Linked DNA regions of Gossypium hirsutum: region 2 is linked to region 1. The links are chromatin contacts, called in public Hi-C maps. All regions are on one chromosome and are shown on one strand. The core of a region is the stretch at or near the end of the contact, and the rest is flanking DNA. Distances in the headings are between cores, read along the strand shown.

Region 1 (4,853 bases), core at 1,750-4,249:
ATACCTCTCTCAACCAAGTGAGCTTTTGTTGGCAAAAGACCTCGAAGACATCTCCAAACAAAGTCTTCAACCTTTGGTGGAACCTTACAACTCCAAAACCATGACCATGGTCCTTCAACAAATTGATCACGTAAATTAGCATTCAACTCTAAAGCCACCCTTTAACTGGTCCTAATACTATAACGACCGTCCTTACTATGATGCCAAATAAGCTTATCCTGCTGCTTGTGAACACTTACACATTGACATCAATAGGAGTAAGGATGCCTTCCATAAAATCCACATTCCGAGCCATTTCATCTATTGAGAATAACTGATTCACCCTCAAGTTTTCCAAACCCGACAAAGGTATGGAGTCGATGCAAAAATTGTGTCCCCTAACCAAGGTTCATAGAAAACCTTTATGGTCAAGCCGTCGCCCAAACACCAACAATAGCCACTAGCTAGCAGCCCCTTCGCTGAAAAAAATAATTCTCCACGTATACGATGGATTAGAACCCATATCAACAGTAAACAAATCCCAATCAGGAAAATATTTGGTTTTGATACGACTAAAGAGAGTATCTGAGTGAATAATAAGGCGCAACGGTTGCATGCCAAGCATATTAAATTACGTTTCTATCATATCCTCATCTATACTAAATTTATAATTTTGTAATTTAAAAAAAAAAAACCTTCGAAGTAATTTTATCATTTTAGAGGCCAAAGCTCTTGCCATTTGCATTCTACCATTCCAGCGGAACACATCTAATTGGAGTCGTATGCATATATTTTCTTATACAATGTCTATAACTTCAACCATTAATCAATTACTCAAATCCGCATATCCTTCTGATTGACGGAGAGAAAAATATATATGTTAAAAGTCAAAAGAAAACTGTGAAAAAAATAAAAAAAAAACCCACAATGCCGTGATGAATTAAGTATCAATCTTGTATGGAAAAAATGTTGAATACGTGAAAAGTGGAGCTTGGCAGGACAAAACCCAAGGATTGACATCATAGGAGCTAGCGATTGGAAATGAGATGCCATTAGGCCGAACTACCCCAATTTCCATATACCATCCTACTCGATATTGTCCGTAATAAAAGGTAGGGACTAAGTAGGACAAAGATGTCTCCAAGCAATTCCAACTACTCCCAATATCCAACTACAATGATTACTCCACCTTAACACCCCCCCCCTCAGTTTCCATGTTCCCATAGACATTTTAAACATATCAATTCAGTTTTGCAACTTGGTTCTATACTTTTCTTTCAATTTTTTCCACAAACAAGGTCCAACAATGCATGTTTCTAAACTGAATAGCAACAAAGAGGTATACAACCATTCTTGCAGTCCTATCCAAGTGCCTCCCATTGTTCTCATAAAATTTACTAGAGAACAGAGTACCCATCATGATTTAACCTTTTGTTCAACCCTCTCATAAACCAAGAAAAGGGTTAATGCAGAGAGAGATGGAAAAATGGACCACTTGGGATTAAAAAAAGCAAGGCAGTAGCACATAATCGGGGGAGGTTATGTTGCATTATTCACCAATGAGTCCCAAATCCCAATCCTTGAAACAAAGGGCAACCATCTAAAAATGTCAAAATGTTGTAAAATATGGTTCAATCATATTAACACAAATTACAGTAGGAGTCCCTACCCATCTAAGAATATAAACAAACAAAAGAAACCTTGAAACAAAGGGCACCATGCTAAAAATGTCAAAATGTTGTAAATTATGGTTCAATCATATTAACACAAATTTCAGGTTCAAGGCACATTACAACCAGAACGTAACCAAAACAAATCACATCTAAGCATTATATAAAGAAATTCATGAAAGAGTACTGAAATTAAAAGAAAAAGGATTGAAACCAAACCATCATCCATCAGTTTGTATTTATATGATATCGATACAAACACTTGATGACAGTGAGTTTTAACATCATTTTCTTCTTCATTGTTGTTTTCCAATCGACACTAATGTCCACCCTCACTGTAAGACTACTACGAAAGCACTCATTACAACCATTTGCCAACTTCAAAATCCAAAAAGACAAAACAGCAAACTGACTAAGAGAAATTGTCCTGCATAAACTGGAAAAGGAAAACATAAAAAGCAAACCATACGATAATAACGAAACCGACACAAACAGTAGCGGAAGAGGAAAAAAGGATGGATCGGAGGAGATGCGAATGACACATTTAAATCCCCCCTCAAAATTAGCGACCACTGTTGGGACACTCCCTAGCGAAATGCCCAGAGCCTCCACAGTTGTAACAAGCACCGCCGCCTCCTCCGCCCCCTCCGCCGCCATATCTGCCTCCACCGCCACCGCTACCCTGCCCACAGTCCCGTGCTAAATGGCCCATCTCACCACACTTATAACATCCGGCGCCTCCACCACCGCCTCCTCCACCATAACCGCCTCTCCTTCCCCCTCCACCATAACCACCGGATCCACCGCCATAACCGCCATAACCACCACCACCACCGCCACCGCGTCCGGATCTAGATGATCCACGAACAGGGTTGCCGTTGGGGCCAGTGACCTCAATAGCCTTGGGGCGACCTTCAGAAGACTCGACAACGTACTCGACCTCTTCACCATCAGCAAGGCTACGGAAACCCTCGGAACGGATGGAAGACTGGTGAACAAACAAATCGTCGCCGCCGTCGTCAGGGGATATGAAGCCATAACCCTTTTGGTCATCGAACCACTTCACCTTGCCGGTCATCCTATTCTCACCCATCTTCAAAATCCCAAAACAACACTCACAAACCACAGAAATGAAAAAGGGGGGCGCAAAAGCGAAGTCTCAGTGAGGTCGGGACTTTATATTGAAGATCAGAGGAATGCAAAAGGTGTGACTGCCACGTCAGCCTTTGGGAATTATAATTAATAATAATTACTTCTGTTTCAAAAGTTAATTCGAACCAAAACGACGGCGGGGTTTCATAGGAAGGGATCGGACGGCTAGGGGTTAAGGATAAGGTGGATGAATATGAAGCGCCAGATTTTACGATGGGAAACCTAAATCGGTTTTTTTGGGGGGATGTGAAATTACGAAAGAGTCCGGAGTCCTGAGAGAGAAAAAGAAGGGTTACTTTGATGGGACCCCACAGTAAAAACAAAAATCTGATCTAAAGGACAATCCTACCCTGTCGTATTTATGTACTTATTTATCTATTGGCGGACTGCACGGAGAAATTAATCTGCATGATTACTGATTTAATTAATTAATTAATCTGGTCAAAGGGTAAATTAGGGACTAAAGAAAGTCACACTGAGCGGATGGGACATTTCGATGGGGTCGCTGTTTTTTAAAACTTTACTAGTGCATGTTTTTTATGCTTTTAAATCACACTTCAAAATATCAATAAGATATTATTTTACCATTTAAATGAAATTTCCATAATAAAAATAAGGCTAGTTTACGGGTTTTTTTACTCAAATGTTATAAAATAAAATAAAAAATTTGAAAATGATATTTCACTCCTATTAATTACGGGAAAAGGTTGTTTTGGTTAGAGGATGGTGTAGAGGTGACACCACTTATTTTTTCGTGACAAAAATCAGTTAACAAAAAAATATTATATTGATGGAGGATAACTAATAGGCTGCACTAAAATAACACGTATAATCCAACACAACTCAAAAATTGGTGGTGTCTATCTAACAGGCAACACCAAAATTGCCTACCTGACAAGCGGCATCAAAGGAAGCAGTCTCACCTCTGCTTTGTATTTTTTTCTGTTCTTTTTTTGAAAATAAAAAATATTACTGTTTGTGATTAAAATAGTATTAATGTTTCCTCTTTTTCTTCTTTGGACTCTAACACTAAATTATCTACTTTAGACTCTATGAATTTGCTTTCTAAACGAATGGAAACTTTAGACACCCTCAACTTCCTCTTTGACTCTTTCACTATGGTGTTTTAGAAATGAAATCATCTTCAGCAGCCTTTGAACTAGAAATTTGGTGTTGAATTTCAAACTGAAGCTCACAAAGTGCCTTATCCATGCTCAAAGTTCTTGAAAACCTATAGAATGCAGAGGGTGCTCTTATTTAAATTTGGCCCCAGGTGTATATAGCGGCATTATATCAAATAGGTTAAGGACAATGCAAAAAATTAAATGGTGATAAAGGGATAATATATGAAAGTTGGTAATTACAGAGAAGAATGCACTTGACCATGTCTTCAAACATAGTAGGGGATCTGAAAACTCTCCCACTAAAACTCCTCATATACTCAGTTGCTTCTTCTTCTTCATGTAATGCTTGGACAATACTACAAAACTCTCTCACCTTGTTTTCCTCGGACTCCGACAACCGCAGCATTCTAAGCACTTGGTTTAAGAGAGAGTGGCGGTGCGGTGGAGAGAGGGAGGATGCACAGTAAATACGGAGGTAAAGAATGGAAGAAGAAGAAGTGGGCCGCTAAAAGATACGGACAGTGATTGTAAAAGGAGGAGAAGTGAGACGCAAAGGGGACGCAAAGGGCAAGAGAAGGAGCAGGAGATTGAATCCCAGTAGTTAGGGGCCAACATGAATAACCCATGGCTGCATATTGCCTTCTCTACCTCGAATCCTTCCACTGCTTTGCCTAGTGGCAACTCTACCAACAAGCTACTACTGCCATTCCCATTCTCCTCCTGCTCCTTAGCCGTTTCTTTTTTTTTGTATTTTAATCACAAACAACAATATTTTCTATTTTCAAAAAAAGAATAGAAAAAATACAAAGTAGAGGTGAGACTGCTTCTTTTGGTGTCGCTTTTCAGGTAGACACCACCAATTTTTGGGTTGTGTTGGATTATAGGGTTATTTTGGTGTCACCTATTAGTTATCCTCTATTAATATAAT
Region 2 (4,853 bases), core at 848-3,347, 200 kb before region 1:
AGACTTAGGGCATCCTTCACATACAACACCCAAATTCCTCACATTTCCACATTACAAACAAGCTTTTAAGGAAGAAGATCCCACCTTTCTCTTTACAATCCAAATTGCCAAAAAAGAAACAGACAACCAAAGCTGAAAAAGCAAAGCTAACAACACAACACATAACCAAAATATCTCTAAATCCCAGAATGTTAAGAGAAACAACAGTTTTAAATGTTTATATAACATTGGGGAATCTTGAAGCTGATGATGGTTTACAATCTGGACCAAGAATCTGTCAGCTTTTTTTTTCCTCAAACAAAGGCCAAAACCCCATTTTTACCCATCAAAGCTGCAAATCTGTAAAGAATTCACATTTAACAAAAGCCATAATACAAAAGGATAGGGATGGGCTACAAGTGAACTAATGAAAACAAGAAACACAATGCTGTTGATGCCATGAGTGCAAATGGTAGCAGAAAAGTGGGAGATGGTATTGTTCTTGGTGAATCTCCCATTGCCAAACCAGCTAACCATGATCCATCTGTCAACATCGTTTGCCCAGATCCTGACCCAGTACTTGAACCCGAACCAGGGTATCCGTACCCTGAAACCGAATATCCATATCCATTACCAGAATAAGTTAACCCGGGTTGTGTCCCTGACTCTTGTGGCGTTGAGCCTGTCACAGGGGTAGCTTCTGTAGCTGGCGTAGCATCTCTCGAAGATTTTTGACTGCAACAAAATGCCACATCGTTGGAAACATTAAAAGGGTTAATAATCACTATAATCTTCATCATATTCAGAGTTTAGACAGCAATTTTTTCATTTACCTAGGAGAAGAGGGACAAAAGGTGACCGTATAATCTGCTCCAGTACACGTGAAAGTGCTTGTAGCATCATCGTATGCATAGCTGTAAGATCTGGGACAAGCGGCCTTGAACATCTCAGAATAAACTGAAGGCTTACATGTGGCAGGTGTGCTATACGCGCCACTGCAACAATACTCGGGACTCCCGAATGCCTCACACGCGCTCTTGCAAGCGTCACCGTCCCCAACCCGGAGCTCCGACGGGCATTGACGGTTCAAGTCAGTTGTACACCCCGTCGAAGCACAAAGACCTGATCCACCACTGCCTTCAACGATCGTGGGGATATTGTAGCCATCAACAAGGCTGACGTCGTAAAAATCTTGCCCTCCTGTTCCCAGAGTGAACTCAGCCAGAGTCACGGGCGGAGCAGCTCCGAGTCCGTTACATTCCATCTGACCCGACCCGCAGTCGCCCGTTACGCACGTACCAGACCCGGATCCGTCAAATGTGCAGCCCGTTCGACCCCAAAAACGACCCGACCAGCCAGTTGGGGCTTGAAATGAACGAGACGAGTCCTTTGGTAGCTCGAACCCAGTGCTGTCGAGTGTAGGACTGCCTGCATTTGCTAATATCCCAGGCCACACCGTGTAGCCACATCGATTGACAAATGTGAAAGAAGCACCTAATGCACCTGAAAGAAAGAAAGAAAAAACAGATGGGGGTTTTTAGTGTAAATATAAGAAACCACGATGCTTGAGAGACTCCCAGAAAAAAGGAGAGAGCTGGGTTACCTTTAGAGTTCAGAGTTAAGACAATGAGATACAGAATAAGAGCTAATGAGCTAAAGGAGTGAAGAAGATCCATGTCTTCGAAGTTTAGTTTAGCTTAGCTTAGCTACAAGCCTAGAAGATTTCCAAAGCAGAAAAATGAGGAATGATGGAAGAAGAAAGGACAAGCAGGGGAGGGTGAAGTAATTAATATGCCCCCCGAACTCCACGGGAGAGGATATTAGCGAAGAAGAGAGTGAAAAGAGGAGGATCAATGATCAACTAAAAACCGACAAAAGTGTTAATGATATAGAGAGAGTGCATATCAGTACACAGCCACTGCTATTGTAATATAATACTAATTCCTATATCCTTCCTTAATCTTGCTTTCTTTTTTAATCCCCTAGGCTTGTCCTTCTTTTCACTTGTTAACCCTTTTATTTTTGGTTTCTTCATTTTCTTCAAGTAGGAAGTACTGTTTGTTTGTTACTGTTGTCATCATAATTGTCAAAAGAAAAGGTCAATTATTTGGTCTATTTTGTTTGACTTTGCAGCGTTTTCGTTGTAAACCCAAATAAATAGTAATACAGGGAGGAGAATCTGGGTATGAAATTCCAAACAAAACCTCAACCCTAGTTTAGATAAAAGACCAGAGCTGCAATTTGGTAAGAACCTCAATATGGGGTTGAGTTGAGAGAAGACGACCATCTTTTGGGTGGTTGATGATGTATTAGAGGGAATTTAGACTTACCACAACCTCTTTTTTTTTGGTGTTTCTTTTCAGATTTCAGCAATAGAAATCTTTTTTCTTTTATTGATATGTAAATTAATACAATTATTTTGATTATATTAAAAATTAAGTCCAAAAACAACATTGTAACATTGCCTAAAATCAAGTCATACCAAAAATATTTGACACCAAAAAATAAATTTTATCATCATTAAATGCTCCGCCATTGAAACAAATTACATGAATTTATGCATCGAATCAAGATTGATGATCTTATTTCTACCAAAATATATATATATATATTGATGATCTTATCCTTCCTGAACAGCTTATAAAATTTCATAAAACGTTAAATCTTTCTGATAAGACGTAAGCTCCAAGTCAAGCAACCGGTACAAGAAGAGCAATGTGAGAGTAAGAGAGTTGACTATTGAAATATCTTCCATTTAACCCTTATTCTTCATTTATTTACTAAGAAAAAAATAAATGGGAGAAGGTATTTAGAAAGATTTCTGCTGTTTTGTAAAATTATAAAATTAGTCATTCAATTATTTACTCAATTATAAAAAAAATTAATTTTATCACTAACATTCTAAATTATTTTTGTTTTAGTCACTCTTCATTAAATCTTTAATAGAAATGATGATGTGAATTTTATTAATTGTTATAATAACACATTTAGTATTCAATACTTTCATATTTTACCAATTTGATCATAATCTAAATAATTCAATTAATTTGACACTCCACATTTACAAATTCTATCAATTTAATCCTTAAAAATATATAATTAAATGATTTTCCCAACATTCTTATTCTGAAATCCAATCATCATCATCTCCACCATGAAAGCATAAAGTTACCGACGTCAATGAATGTAAAGAAGTTGTAAACCTGAATCAAGTTCAAAAAGTTTCCGCTTTGAGGACAAGCCAGAGTTGGTCAGAGATGAAGCTATGGTGGAAAATCCTGTGCAATAACAGCTTCACTCAATTCAACTCATGATTTCGTCTATTGCACCAGCATCTAAATCAACTCATGATCTGTATATCCACTAATGCATGTGTAAAAGTTATTTCAATTGTATGCATGACGCTTGGGAAATTTCCAGAATTGGATTTTGCGAGTAAATCAGCTTAAGCTTCACTTTCTTCCAATATTTTCTTCCCCTAAACGAGCCTTATTTTTAGCTTCTTTTCATTTGTTATTGTTAGGCTCGAGAATATAATACGGATAAATTGGTTGTAAAAATAAATTTTAAGCTAATATTTTAATATTACTGAGAATCATTGACATGTTTAATATTACTGAGAATAATTGAGAATGCATTGATTCTTTATTATTTTTGGATTGATTCGTTTTTCTTTTTTAATTTTATGAATTTGATATTTCAAGTATATACTATGTTGAATCTTTGAAATTCTTTGATAAAATTTTTGAGTTTTGATTCTTTTAATAAAATTTTAGAAATTTATAAATATAATCTAGTTTAATATTTGCATAAGCTATTCAAAAGATAAATTTTTATTTATTTATAATCAATTGATAAAAATTGATTTATGAGATTTCTTTCTGATAAACCATAAAAGTAACACATTTTAATCCCATACTTAGCATATTTTTGGATGATTTATTATCTAATTTAGTGAATTTGATGCTCTTAATCCTTTAATTTCATGTTTTATACTTAGGAGAGCATAGGGGAACAAAAGGAGAAAAAAACGGGCCAAAAACGGACAACACGGGCTGAGCACACGCCCATGTGACAGCCCGTGTCGATATCGCTCCCTAGTTCCCAAACACGCTGAAAAAGCTAATTTTTAGGGTTTCTGAGCACTCTAAAGTCTATATAAACACACTAGAAGAAGACCTAAGGGGACACACAGAGCAGAAAGCAGAAATTACTCGAAGGAAGCCGTTGGAATCATCTCGAAAGTAGATCCACTTCAAGATTGAAGATCTCTATTCAAATTTCTCTCGAAGTTTATTTGGGTTTTTTATGTCTTATTGTTTTTCTAAATTTGAGATGTTTTCTTTTCACATTATGAACTAAACTCCCTAAATACCTAGGGAGGATGGAACTTATGATGAATCTTATTATTTAATGTTCTGAATTTAATGATAAATACTTGTTCTTGTTCTTAATTATGTGTTCTTAATTCTTGATCTAATATTTTCAAGATATTAATTCAAGTTGATGTGCTTATTCAGTGGAGCAAAAGTCCCTGTTAAGAGTAGATCTACCATAATTAAGCGGAGTTGCATGCAACCCTAGAAATAGGGCTACATAAATCTGCCGGATTAGAGTCAAATCTAATAAGAGAATCCATAGATCGAGTTAATGCGACAATAAGGGTTTTAATTAGAAAGAGATTTCAATTAATCGACCTAGAGTTAGTTGTTTTTAGTCTCGAAAGAGATATTAACATAATTTAGGGATTTCGACGAATCAAGACAAGTGAATAAATGGTTTGATTCAGAATCAGAATAATAAGTGAAGTCTAGGTGGATTCTTTCTTGGGTATTGTCCTCCTTATAAGTTTTCTTCAAGTATTTTTCCCAATT

Evidence for each region. Hi-C and Micro-C count contacts between places; a contact is called where the count stands out from the background.
Region 2: a Hi-C map of leaf shows a contact between it and region 1, with 2.6 times the contacts expected there. The contact joins the promoter of LOC107916797 here to the promoter of LOC107916754 in region 1. A contact is called at or near these places in 3 of 34 Hi-C or Micro-C datasets (hypocotyl and leaf).

Annotation. Positions count from the first base shown.
Region 1 is chrA01:105,752,017-105,756,869 of Gossypium_hirsutum_v2.1, reverse strand. It overlaps LOC107916754 (glycine-rich protein 2), which reads right to left and starts at 2,999. Exons shown (of 1, transcript XM_016846121.2): 1 at 1,857-2,999. The coding sequence starts at 2,742. The coding sequence ends at 2,212.
Region 2 is chrA01:105,951,705-105,956,557 of Gossypium_hirsutum_v2.1, reverse strand. LOC107916797 (thaumatin-like protein 1) reads right to left here and starts at 2,097. Exons shown (of 3, transcript XM_016846170.2): 1 at 1,583-2,097; 2 at 813-1,482; 3 at 192-714. The coding sequence starts at 1,655. The coding sequence ends at 393.